Linked DNA regions of Mus musculus: regions 2 and 3 are each linked to region 1. A link is a contact called in public HiChIP or PLAC-seq and promoter capture Hi-C data. All regions are on one chromosome and are shown on one strand. Each heading gives the region's core, a stretch centred on a gene start, on an enhancer-like site or on the middle of the called end of the contact. The rest is flanking DNA. Distances are from core to core; before and after follow the strand shown. Region 1 holds the start of Neurl3 (neuralized E3 ubiquitin protein ligase 3). Region 2 overlaps Cnnm4 (cyclin M4). Region 3 holds the start of Lman2l (lectin, mannose-binding 2-like).

Region 1 (4,174 bases), core at 1,083-3,582:
AGAGCACTTTACTGATCCTCCAGAGGACCCGCGTTGTCTGGGCTCACAACTGCCTGTATGTCCAGTCCCAAGGCAATCCAAAGGTTCCGGCTTCCAAGGACTGCCACACTCAGGGGCACAGAGCTACAGCCAGACACATACAATATATAGGATTAAAATAATAAGAATAAAATTTAAGATTAAAACCCTCACCATATATGTGTATGAGACTGTCAAAGAATAAAACATAAAAGTATTTTCAAAGAAGGAAAATGCCACTGGGGGTGTAGCTAAGTTGGCAGGGTGCTTGCCTAGCAGGCATGAAGCTTGTGTGTGTGTGTGGTGTGTATGATTTGTTTAGTGGGTGTGGACATACATGTGCCACGACATGTGTGAAGGTCAGAGGGCAGCTGTCAGTCTTCTCCATATACCATGTGGGTCCCTGGGTCAGACTTAGCAGCAGGTCAGGGCCATCTCACCAGCACTGAAGGGTGGAGGCAGAAGTTGAGCCCACGAGTGACTGTCAATTATAGTGAAGGTACTGGGGCAGAGGTGAGTGTGAAGGGATGGTGATGAACAGGGCGGGGCCTAGCAGGAACAGTCTGATCCAGTTCTCCCCCGCCCTGATGTCCACGGTAAGCAGGGCTTGAGGAGCTTGGGGCTGGCTTCATGGGAGAAAGGTGGGGGGCCTTCCTGTTTCTGCAACCCCCCAAATGTAGGGAGCCTGTTTAGAACGGCACATCCTGAATCCAGTCAGTGGGGTAGCTAAATTCACTTGGATGTGGGTGTCTTTGGCCTTGCCTTTGCCTTGCTGGCTGCTAGCCCGAGCAGGCTACAGGTCCTGTCTGGGGACCATACCACCTGCCTGCTGGTCTGCAGCTAGCCCAGTCATTTTCTAGAAAGGCTAAAACTGCAGAGCAGGCACCCTGATTGGGCACCACACACCTCTGTTAGGGGGATGTGGCTAATCAACAAGGATCTCTTGGCTCCAGCCCTGAGCAACCCAGCAAGGGAGGAGCATCCACAAGTGTCCAGAGACTGGTGTGCCTGCCAGGAGGTGCCAGGAGCCTGAACCTCTTAGACTGAGCCAGCCGGGGCATCGGGGGAACTGCAACCTTTAGAAGCCACAGGACTCCGGCCCAGGTGACTGGCACTGGCTCTAGAGCAGCTACCTGTGGTCTTGGCAGAAGTTATACATCTAGTGCAGTGACAAAGGGCGCTCAGCAAGGGTGTGGCCGGAAAAAGAAAGTCCAGGGGTTACAGCAATGTCTAAGGTAACCAGGGCTACACTGATAACACTCACCTTCCCCTGGCCACTTCTTCTCACTTAGGCACCACATGCTGGCTGGAAAAGGTCCCCAAACCAGAACATCAGACCTCAAGAAGAGGAAGGGATCTGCATAAGGTAATACAGCAGACACAACCTGGGTCTCCAGCCCTCTATTTCCCTCCTCAGTCGAACCGCCCCCGCCCCCCCCCCGCCCCCCCCGTCCTGTCTAGCTCACTGTCATTTCCAGGTGCTCCTGTTCCTTTCTTTCTTTTTTTTTTTTTAAAGATTTATTTATTATATGTAAGTACACTGTAGCTGTCTTCAGACACTCCAGAAGAGGGCATCAGATTTCGTTACAGATGGTTGTGAGGCACCATGTGGTTGCTGGGATTTGAACTCCGGACCTTCGGAAGAGCAGTCGGCGCTCTTAACCACTGAGCCATCTCGCCAGCCCCCCCCCCTCCCCGTTCCTTTCTTAAAGGGGCCACAGAAGTCACAGAATTGTGGCTTTGATCTGGAATCTCAAGAAAGACCTAATCTGGCGGGGAGGGGGGGTGGGGTGGGGGTGGGGTTGTAAGCCCCCAAACCAACCTTGCCACTGGGCGGCCTCACCTTCACAGGTCCTAGGATTTAGCTCAATCAGTTAACCTTCAGCAGCGCTGCGCACCTTCTCTATGTGGGGTTGGACACCATGCCGGCTGCTAATCAAAGTTCCTGCATGCTCTTGAAACTCCCAATGCCCAGATCTCATCCCAGACCAGGACCACCAAAGTCTTTGTTGGGGAGAGTGGGGGAGGGCGTGGCGGCGGCACGGGTGTTTACTAACATGCGATTATAATTCACAGACAAGGGCTGCTTAGAAGTCAAACAGAAAACCGTCTGCTGCAGCCACAGTTACAGCCCCTGCTTCCCTTCTTATCTCAGACCAGCCTGCTGCAGCAGCAGTCCACTGTGAGCCACGAGAGGTCATGGGGAAAGTCCCGGATATCGTCATGCGTGACAGCATCTAATTAATCAACAACTCTGTAACGTGAGCTCCAGCCTATAAAAGGGGAACCTTCCGGAGTCTTGTAACCCTGACCACTGGCCTTCACAGACATCTTCAGACCCAGGGACTTGTGCCCCAGGAGGAGCTCAGGCTGATGGGTTCTCTCCTCAGCCCTGAGGCCAGTAAGTAGATTTCCCGTATGCCTTGAGCTGGCTTCTGGAGTCCTGACTGCATGGAGTACAGGTGGGAGGTCTGGAAAGGGGAGATCAGAGACTTCATTGGCTCCTAGAGTGGGTTTCTCCATGGTCTGGGCTGCGCGAGGGCGAGAGCTTCCTGCCTTCCCAGGAACCCAGCAGAAGCGGGGTGTCTGGTCCAAGATGGCTGCGGAGATACACACCCCTCCTTCCCACCCACTACCTGTAAGCAGTCTTTATCTAGGAACTGGATAAGGGAGAATCAAGGCTGGGGTGGGGAAAAGGGGAGAGCTTAGGAGGCCGGTGGAAAAACGAGGGATTTCAGCCTTGCCAAATTGTCGGTGGCAATGTGGACAAGTCATTTTTGTCCCTGGACTCTTGGTTTTTTTCTCGTCTGAAGGTTGGGACTATGCCACCACCCTGCTGTCCTTTAGGACTCCAAATGTAGATATCTAAATAGTAATGAGATAAGAAGTTTCTCTGAGACACCAGTACCTGTGGTCACGTGTCCCCTTAGCAGAGGGGCCTGGTGAGTGAGCAGGAAATAGCATGCCACCCCTTAGAACAGAGACGGGGACCAGGCACCCTAGACCTGCCCCCCCAAGCCAATCAGTGCCCCTGTGTAGGGCCCTTGGCAAGCACCCAAGGCTTGCTCACAGTGGGCGGCCACGCCCAGAGCCACCTCTGCTGTGGCAGCTGTGTTTGGATTCAAGGCAGGGCAGTAACAATGCCAAAAGGGATGGGGTATAACAGGTACAGATGTGGGGGGGGGGGAGTGGGAGAGGGAGAGGAGGGAGGAGGGAGTGGGAGAGGGAGAGGGACTGAAACTGTGTAGCTGAGCCCACAGTCTCCTTGGGGCTGGGAGGACAGGAAGGGACCTTTCTTGAGCTTCCCCAAGCTCTGCATGCTGGGGTGCAGAGGGGAGAACAGGATTCTGCAAAGGGCTGACTGGGTGCCTGGCATCCCAAAGACCTTGATGCTGAAGGTGCTGGCAGTTAGGAGGCCATCACGGAGCAGGTGGCTGAGCATCCATCACTAAAATCCCCAGAGCCTTGCAGCAGAGACTATAATTTGTCTTCATCTGCCCAGGCCTGGAGATGACCCTACAGACATGGCTGGCCTGTCCCAACTTCCTAGCAGTCTAGATCCAGGCCAGCCTCCGTCAGTGGGTAGCACAAAGGTGGGGGTCACTGGAGAAGGACTACCTCTCTATTGTATGGAACCTCAGGACCTGGCTTAAAAATGGGGTCTAGAACAGGAATTCTCTAGTTCTTGATAGACAGTACTCTGAACCCTGTGCCAACCCTGCCAACCAGGACACACCCAATTAGAGAGCCACGTTTAGCTTGTGCCCACCTCTGCCATAGCCCAGCCCAGCAGTGGGGTCTGTCAGGTTGCTCAGTCAAAGGGCCAAGATGCCTGCCAGTCTCTGCAGGAGGAGGAAGGCAGAAGAAAAGTGTCCACCCCTTTCGTGCCACTGTGACCCAGCTCTAAAGCCAGGAAGCCGTGCTCAGTGTAAAGGGAAGGTGCGGCTTCTGTGGGGGACAAAGTCCTGCAGGCCTTTGAGAGACTGGCAGGGTAAGGGTGGCCTTCAGCTCTACTCCATCTGGGTCGTGTGCTCAGTGAATAACCAAACAAGCCATATGAGAGAGTGCGTGTAGCAAGTCCAGGCCTTAAGAGGCCCCTTGTGGCTTGCCAGTGGTGGTACCTCCTGGGAGCCACACCCAGAGAGGGACACAAGGC
Region 2 (4,174 bases), core at 1,244-3,743, 220 kb before region 1:
CCCTGCAACACCCACCACAGCCCACAACACCCAACCATAGCCCACAATACCCTACAACACTCCACTATAGCCCTATAACACCCACCTCAGCCAACAACACCCCACTATAGCCCACAATACCCCACCATAGCCACAATACCCCACCACAGCCCACAACACTCTACAACAGCTCCACAACACCTACCTCAGCTCACAACACCCCACCACCATCAACAACCAAGGCTTAAAGAAGGATGGGGCAGGAAGAAGGACGGCTGCAGGATGGGGAGGAGAGCTGGTGTGGACATAACATGGCCCACACACTCACGAGCTCATGCCAGCCCTGAATGCCTGCACGAGACTTGCACGAGACCAGGCAGGCAAATCTGGAAAGTTGGATATGATAAAAATACATAGTACCCATGTATGACATTTCAAAGACTAAACAAAGATATTTTATTAAAAAAATGAAGCAAACAGAGGAAGAGCTGGAGACGCCACTCAGTGTTAGACAGCTTACCTAGCAGGGAGGAGTTGCCACCCCAGCACAGGAGACAGGACAAAACTAGGGATGTCACCCAAGACAACCAAGTTCATAGTTTGCTAACTCTAGTTTATAGTTTATGTGGATTCTAACTCTCATAGGAGTGCATTTTAATGAAGTACCTCACTTTGATGTTGAGGATCATTCAATTAGATAATGGAACTTGAGCTGTGGCTGAAATAAGAAATTAAGAGTATTTAAATGATGCATTTACAGCTGGAAATTTCACTTCTCAAAGAGGAAATATAACAAAGTACTAATATTTGGTTGTCCATATATAATTGCTGGTACTTGGCTAATTTTAGCCCCAAAACAGCAGTTTCATATTGTGTAACCTGAGGATGGGCTTTCTCATTATTCCCTTTTTTATACAGACATTCCACATTTCCATAACTAACTGTATTAATTTTATAGTCAAAAGGAACACACAAAGTAACTTTAGAAAGAAGAGGCTCTGAGAGTGGAGGCTATCGCGATGGCTCAGCGCTAAGCACGTGAGTTGCTCTTTCAGGACTGGTGGCTCACAACTGCCAGAAACTACAACTCTAGGACATTTACCATCCTTTTCTGGCCTCCACAGGTACCTGCATGCGTGTGCATATGCTCACACACAGACACAGACACAAAAACACATAAAAATAAATAAATAATAAGACAGCACTCTAAGGTCTGCAAGATGGCTTGGTGGGTAAGGGTGTGGCCCAGCCTGAGGCTTGAGTTTAATACAGAGAACCCACCTGGTGGAGCGAACAGACAGCAAGCCAAAGTTAACTTCTGACATATGCACATGTGCATCATAGCATGCACATGCCCTCACACATAGAAATAAAGCAAAATGCAAGGAAATACTGTAAAAACATTCTAACACTGCTTCTCCCGATGTCCTAAGTACCAGCACTGTTTGAAAAGGGGACAGTTGAGTGGGAGGGACCACAGGAAAGAGGCACCCTAGAATCCTGGCTGTCCTTAAGTGTATCAGGTCCTACCTTGAGGCAAGCTTGCCCACTCTACCCTTTACTGACCTTTGTCCCAGAACTAGCCAGGAGGAACCTTCCCCTTCCCAGCCAGCCATAAGTGAGTTTCCACTCCCCCACTCCACCCCACCCCACCCCACCCTACCCCACCCCTGCCCTATGGCCCTGATTCACACGGAAGGGGTTAAAAGGTGGAGGCAGAGGGAGAAAGAACCTATAACCCAAGTCCCTCGGCGACACCCTTTGCTTCCAGCTTTCCCGTGTCGCATCTGGTTTTGTTTAGTTCAGTTTTCTGAGACAGGGTCTCATATAGGCCAAGTTCACCTTGAATTCACTATGTAGCATATGATGGCCTTAAACTTCTCATCCTCCTGCCTTACATAAGTATGCCACCATCCCCAGCTGTGGCACATCTGTCATCTCTGCCCGAAGCTTACACATCGTCCCAGCTAACCCTGAAGGCTTCCTTATACCCAGTATGCAGGAGCTCCAAACCCCCACCCAGATTTTAAAAGGGAGTCTCCAGAGCCCTAGAAGGCCAGAACCCCACCCTGAACGACACTTATTTTAGCAAACTGCCATGTCTTCCTCCCTCCCATAAAATTTTTTTTTTTTACAATCCATTAAAGACTATAAGGAAATGTGCTACTGGGTTCTGGGTTTCAAAGTCCAAAGGCCCCCATCAGTCTAGCTACTTTTCCCCTGGGAAGAAACCCTGGACCAGACAAGGGATCTTACTATCAGAGATGGTGGCATCCTAGGCGACCTCCTCACTGGGCCACCCAATAAGGCAAAATCCCAAGTTCCCGCAACGGGTCCTGGATGTTAACTTGGTGACTGGACACCACACCTTGGGTCACCGGTCTGCACCTACAGATGGCTGGACACTCTGACTTCCTGGCAACCGGCTCCTTTTCCTCCCTCTCCCCAGGCCTGAGCAGGATTAAGCTGGCTATTAATAGTGCTGACCTCAGCCAGCAGGAGGAGCAGCCGCCCTTCCCAGCTCTTAGGGGTGGGAGAGGCCTGAGCCAGAGTGGGACAAACTCCTTGCCTTCCAGCCTGGGAAGACTGGGGCCATTCATCCACTATCATAGCTTCATCTACGTGGTGACCATGCTCCTCCCAGGCTGGGCGAGTGACCTGGCAGAGGCTAGGAGACCACAAGGCTGTAGTTGCTGGGTAGGCTGTGCTCAGTCATGCTGGGTTTCCTAGGCCGTAGGAAGGCAGTGGGAGGCTGGGAGATGGTGCAGGTGGTAAACTGCTTGCACTGAAGCAAACACAAGGGCCCAAGTGAGAGCCTATGTAAAATAATCATAATTAATCCTAATAAATAACAAAGAAAAAGTGGGGTTGCTGAGCACTGAGAGGAGCCACGTGAGTGGGCAGGCGAGGGAGAGACGTGGCCACATCCCTATTCCCCCAGAGAAGAGACAAGAGAATCAGTCACCCAACTGCCCAGGAGCTCAGGCTGTCCCACAGGCTATGGGAGCTTGAGAGCCATCTGTGGTTCCACAGAAAGGTCTTCAGTTCACAACCCTCTCACCTTAGCCATTCAAACATTAGAGATCACTTTATCCATAGCTTGGGGCTGGCCTGAGACACCCATGCCAAGACAGAAACTGGTCAGTCACAACAGAAAGGAATACTAAAAGAAGCCCTTAATTTAATCTAATTAATTTTATGTATATACCTTAATAATGTCACTTATTATTGTTACGGGTGTATGTATGTTGGGGGTGGAGAGGGTATACCACAGTACATGCAGGAGGTTGGAGGATAACTCTGTGGAGTTGGTTCTCTTTCCATATTTATGTGGCTTCTAGGGTTCTACCTCAGGTAGGTCAGGCTTGTAAAACAAGAGACAGCTCATACGCCCAAATCATATTTTCAATATGAGGGTCTCATGATGGTGCCCAGGCTTCTGTCAAACTCTTGGGTTCCTGGGATCATGTAATCCTCTCACCTTAGCCTCTCCCACAGGCACATGCTGCCATGCCTGGCAATAAGACGACTGTGATTACAGCTGGGCTGGGCAAACCAGTGAGAGAGTTCAGAAATAAAGCCCAGCAATTAGAAGGCAGAGGCAGCCTGGGCTACAGTGAGCTTCAGGCCAACCAAGCTGACCTTGCTTTTAAAACCAACAAAATAAAACCTCCAGTTGGCACACCGGCCGGAGAGAGAGAGAGAGAGAGAGAGAGAGAGAGAGAGAGAGAGAGAGAGAGAGAGAGAGAGAAAGAAATATCAGATTACAAATCTGACATCTAAATCAAAAGCAAAAGGAGACTATTCACTGAGAGGTATTGGGTTAACTAAGCCAGTCCATATCACTTTATAAACCAATTAGAAAAATCACAAGTTGAGTTTGTTTAGCCATTGAGCCATCTCTTTGTCAACTCCACCCTACCCCCCCCTTTTTTTTTTATATAGGGTCTCCATCTGTACCTCATGGTAGACTGAAACTTTATAGCCTAGGCTGGCCTGACATTCACTGCAATTCTCCTGCCTACAAACTTAATTTTAAATACAAATTAATAAATACAAGTTAATCCAAGGAAATGCAAATTACCTTGGGTGTTAAAATTTACCTACCAGTCTACTGCTTTGTTTTGGCAGTGCTAGGGACCCAACCCAGTAATCTACAGGAGGGGTGGCGTTTCGATTTGTCAGATGGGTACTA
Region 3 (4,174 bases), core at 745-3,244, 170 kb before region 1:
AAACAATCTACTTAACAGAGAAATATAGTGGAAATAACTCTTTAAAGCCAATAGAATCCTTACTCTGTACTGGTGACAGGGGTTGGGGGTGTGGAAGTGGGTGGGGTTTGGTATACGAAATAAATAAGAAAGGCCTGTGAGCTGCATTCCTGGATAGGAGAACATGCTTAATATGTTAGTTGAGTTATGTAATTCCGGTGACACCCATTTTAATGGACATGTGTACAGACTGATCTGATCGGTTCCTATGGGGTTTGGGTGGCCAAACTAGGGTGACTGGAAGTTACTCTATGGCCACTGTGGGTCCTAAATGGTTTTGTGGTAAGTGAATGGCAAAGAGATTAACTGCAGTTCCTAAAGTCTTGTCACCATTTATCTGTCTCGAGATAGGGTTGTAAAAGATCGGTAGCTTTGTCAGCTTTCAAGAGTTGATCTTCTCTGAGGCAAGCTCACATCTTGTTTCTCTGTAAAATTTACTCATGTTTGGAAGAGAGTTAGCTTTGACTGTGTCTATTGGGAAGATGTAGACACAAGTCTGATAAGTCCATTGTAGCTATCTATGGACCAGAGTCAGAGCTCAGCAATGCACACACGGTCGGGTCTGAGTGGGGTCGAGGGAGGCCTCCAGGAGGAAGTAGGTAAGAGGAAGCTAGTTTTCTGAAAGAAGTGAGCAATCAGGCAGGAAGCTGGAACTTGGTGAAATATGAACTCTGGGGTGTAGTACAACCAATTTAAGTTTATCCCTGACCAGCTTACAAGTAAGTGAGACTCAGACTATGGTTATTTTATTTGGCTTTGACAGTTTCTAGGGGTAACCCCTAATCTACTCTTCTAACTGCTGGCCTGGCTACCTCCCCAGTGGTACAGCCTAAGTACTTGGCTGCTTCTTCTGGCCATGGACTCATAGTCCATCTCGTCTCCTGGAGGCTTCCTCCCCTTCTTTCGTTCTTCCTCTTCTCCCCTGGTTTCTCTTCCTTCTGCTCTCTTCTCCACCCTCAACTAAGTAACTTAAAACCCACCTACCTCTAATCCCTCCCTCCAGTAATTGGCTGTAGTCAATTCTATTTAACCAATCATTTTAAATCAAGGAACAAGGTTTGCACAATAAAAGCATGTAACCCTGAAAATTCACACAGAATTTAGCATACACTTAATTTCTATAAATATCATCATGTGATGTTGGTTGATTGTGCTCGTCAACCCAGCATGTAACCCAGGCTGCCCTTTACACATTTTACAGTTTGCCAGATGTTTGTTTCTTTGGTTTGGTTTGCCTGTTTGAGACAGTTTGCCAGATGTTTGTTTCTTTGGTTTGGTTTGCCTGTTTGAGACAAGGTTTCTCTGTGTAGCCTTGGCTATTCTAGAACTTGCTCTGTAGACCAGGCTTGCCTCAAACTCAGAGATCCAAATACCGTTGCCTCCAAGCATTGGGATACAATCCGTGCACCACCACCACCCTGGAACCAGTCGTTTCATTCTAATGAATTACTTAGGTCACTCCCTAACTCACTGTGTTGACTTTGAACTCCTCACCTTCCTGCCTCAGTCTCCAGAGTGCTGGGATGACCTAATGCCTTCCCACATCGTAAGTCAAGTTCTTTACCAACACAGCTAGTCTTCAGTTCCTTCCACTCATTTTAGTCACGGATTTGTCTATTTTTCTTTTTACTTCTATGCCCTCTTGGCTGTTAGCTTGGCGGCCAGGTAGGTACAAATGGCAGTGACAATCGGGAAAAAAAAATGTTTTATCGCTTTAAATTTACTATAGAATGCAGAAACAAACTAAGAATCTCTATTACTAGCAGGCCTGGTGAAGCCTGGGACAAAAGCAGAGAAGGGAGTCTGGACATTCGGCAACGCCCCTTGCCTGGGTTGGCAAGGCAACTGCTACTAGTCAGCCAATCGGTGGGATACTCACCTGCGGGGGAGGGAACTCTCCAGGAGCCAATGGGAGATCGGGCCGATGGTTCCGCAGGCCAATGGGTTGGGCCACGGGGCGGGCTTTTTGATGAAGGGCCGGCGGTGGGAAAGATGGCGGCGGCTTCGAGACCCTCCTGGTGGCAGCGGTGGCGGCGGCGCGCGTGGGCTCGGGACGGGGCCAAGCTTTTGCTCTTTCTCCTTCTGTTGGGGTCTGGGCCGGGGCCGCGGCATGTCAGGGCGGGTCAAGCGGTGGAGTACTTGAAACGGGAGCACTCGCTGTCGAAGCCCTACCAGGGTGAGGCGCCCGGGGCGAGGTGGTCGTGCAGGGAGGGCTTGGGGACCGAGTCGGGACTGAGCTCGAGGACGCAGTCCCCGGCGGGAGGGGGCGCCCCGAGGATCTCCGCTCCTTTGAAGAGCCACAGGTCCGAAGGACAAGGGTCCGCCCCCCACCCCCGCCCCTTTCCGAGCGCTAGAAGTTTCTAGTAGGTCTAGGTAGGGCTCTCAGCTGTCACTAGTGTCAGGCTCGAAGGAAGAGGTGTTTGGAGTTGGACAGAAATATGAGGAGAGAGAACTGAGATAAATGAGGGATGGTTGAGGACCATTAGCGATGAGCCGGTGTCGGGATAGAGTGGTGGCTGCTCTGGATAGAAAGCAAGAACCCGGGTAGAACTCGGTCGGACTGAGGAAGGAGAGGGGGAAAAAAGTCTGTTTGCTGGTTAGAACACCTGCTCCTTCCTTCCCAGGCCGCGAGCCCTGATGATGAAAGAGGCTGGTTAGCATTGCTCTCTTCAGGGATTTCTAGATCTCTAAGCACAGCTCAGTGTCAGAAAATTGACACAGGTGTCTACAAAGAAGAGAAATTAATGCTGTTAGAGCTTAATACAAGTTTGTTTTTCTCGCAGAGCTGTGGATAGGGGGTGCAGGAAACACAAATTTAAACTGCAGAAAGCAGTTTGAATTTTTGTTACTAAGATGTCATTTCTGTTACTAAGATGTCATTATTTTACTGGTTGGTTGTAGTACCTCCTTAGTGTTGGTCCCTGCTGATACTATGGGTTAGTCTGGTTTTTCACCCTGGGGGTACTTATACTTAGTCTAAGGGATTTGGGGATAATCAGCTACACTTGAAAGATTGATTTTATTTTATTTTTTAAATTTTATTTATTTATTTATTTATTTATTTATTTTGTTTTTCGAGACAGGGTTTCTCTGTGTAGCCTTGGCTGTCCTGGAACTCACTCTGTAGACCAGGCTGGCCTCGAACTCAGAAATCCGCTTGCCTCTGCCTCCCAAATGCTGGGATTAAAGGTGTGTGCCATCACTGCCCGGCCTGAAAGATTGATTTTAAAAGAATATGTTTAAGCTCATAGGCTTTTGAGAATATATCTCTTTTAATATAAATGACAAAATTTTTGTCCTTTCATAGTGCTAAAGTTCACCCACACATACAGATCTCAACTACTGTTACTGTGCCATGTGTAAATGACAGCTCTGTGGTGGGTTGGATTCTTCAGCTGAAGAATTTAGCTGAAGGAAGTTTGGTGAGATGTCAGGTACCTGTGGTCCAGGAGCCTGAGACAGAATATTGAGACTCACATTCAAAAAGAAAAAGAAAAACATTAATTCATGTATTCATTAATAATACTAAAGGAAAAATAATGGCTCCAGTCTTTGTAGGATCTGGCTTTGTGAACCAATTGATGAAGACTATGGGCTGATTCTCCCCTCCCCATAGGTGTGGGAACAAGCAGTTCTTCGCTATGGAACCTGATGGGCAACGCCATGGTGATGACACAGTACATCCGCCTCACTCCAGATATGCAAAGTAAACAGGGTGCCTTGTGGAACCGGGTGGTAAGAGGCTTCCTGTGTTAGGACCCTCAGTGTCCTAAAAATGCTCAGAGTGACTTTGACATGACTTCGTTGTACTGTCTTTTCCCAGTGTTCATCTTCTAAAGATAGTAAAAGTCTTTAGAGAGCTGGAGAGATGGCTCAGTAGTTAAGAGCACTGTCTGCTCTTCCAGAGGACCTGAGTTCAATTCCCAGTACCCACATGGCAGTTCACAACTGTCTATAACTCAGGCATTCAGCTCCCTCACACAACACACATGCAGGCAGAACACCAATGCACATAAAGTTAAAAATAAATACATCATTAAAAAGAAACTAAAAGTCTTTAGTTTATAGATAATGGTGAACTTCATAATACAGGAGTCAGATATTTCTCTATTGCCCTGTTAGAACAAATAACTCA

Evidence for each region. HiChIP or PLAC-seq counts read pairs in DNA pulled down with a chosen protein or histone mark. Capture Hi-C pulls out chosen DNA fragments and counts their contacts.
Region 2: a FOXA1 HiChIP or PLAC-seq map of pancreatic cancer cells shows a contact between it and region 1. The contact joins the enhancer-like site here to the promoter of Neurl3 in region 1. A contact is called at or near these places in 3 of 39 promoter capture datasets (the 3T3-L1 cell line, pre-B cells and stem cell-derived epiblast-like cells), 1 of 484 Hi-C or Micro-C datasets (embryonic stem cells) and 1 of 115 datasets of contacts at active chromatin or transcription factors (pancreatic cancer cells).
Region 3: a promoter capture Hi-C map of adipose tissue shows a contact between it and region 1. The contact joins the promoter of Lman2l here to the promoter of Neurl3 in region 1. A contact is called at or near these places in 1 of 39 promoter capture datasets (cranial neural crest), 1 of 484 Hi-C or Micro-C datasets (trophoblast stem cells), 2 of 115 datasets of contacts at active chromatin or transcription factors (effector CD8 T cells and pancreatic cancer cells) and 2 of 9 other capture datasets (adipose tissue and liver).

Annotation. Positions count from the first base shown.
Region 1 is chr1:36,271,583-36,275,756 of GRCm38.p6, reverse strand. It overlaps Neurl3 (neuralized E3 ubiquitin protein ligase 3), which reads left to right and starts at 2,332. Exons shown (of 4, transcript NM_153408.2): 1 at 2,332-2,419. The coding sequence starts at 2,392.
Region 2 is chr1:36,490,925-36,495,098 of GRCm38.p6, reverse strand. The region is part of intron 1 of Cnnm4 (cyclin M4); the gene reads right to left. Among named protein-coding and RNA genes, the nearest start is that of Cnnm3, 19 kb to the left of the region's middle. Within about 2 kb of position 2,493, at least 67 of the 459 cell types and tissues checked have an H3K27ac peak or open chromatin away from gene starts, as enhancers often do. A contact at or near this core is called in pancreatic cancer cells, where this site is marked.
Region 3 is chr1:36,443,091-36,447,264 of GRCm38.p6, reverse strand. It overlaps Lman2l (lectin, mannose-binding 2-like), which reads left to right and starts at 1,994. Exons shown (of 8, transcript NM_001013374.2): 1 at 1,994-2,215; 2 at 3,656-3,774. The coding sequence starts at 2,032.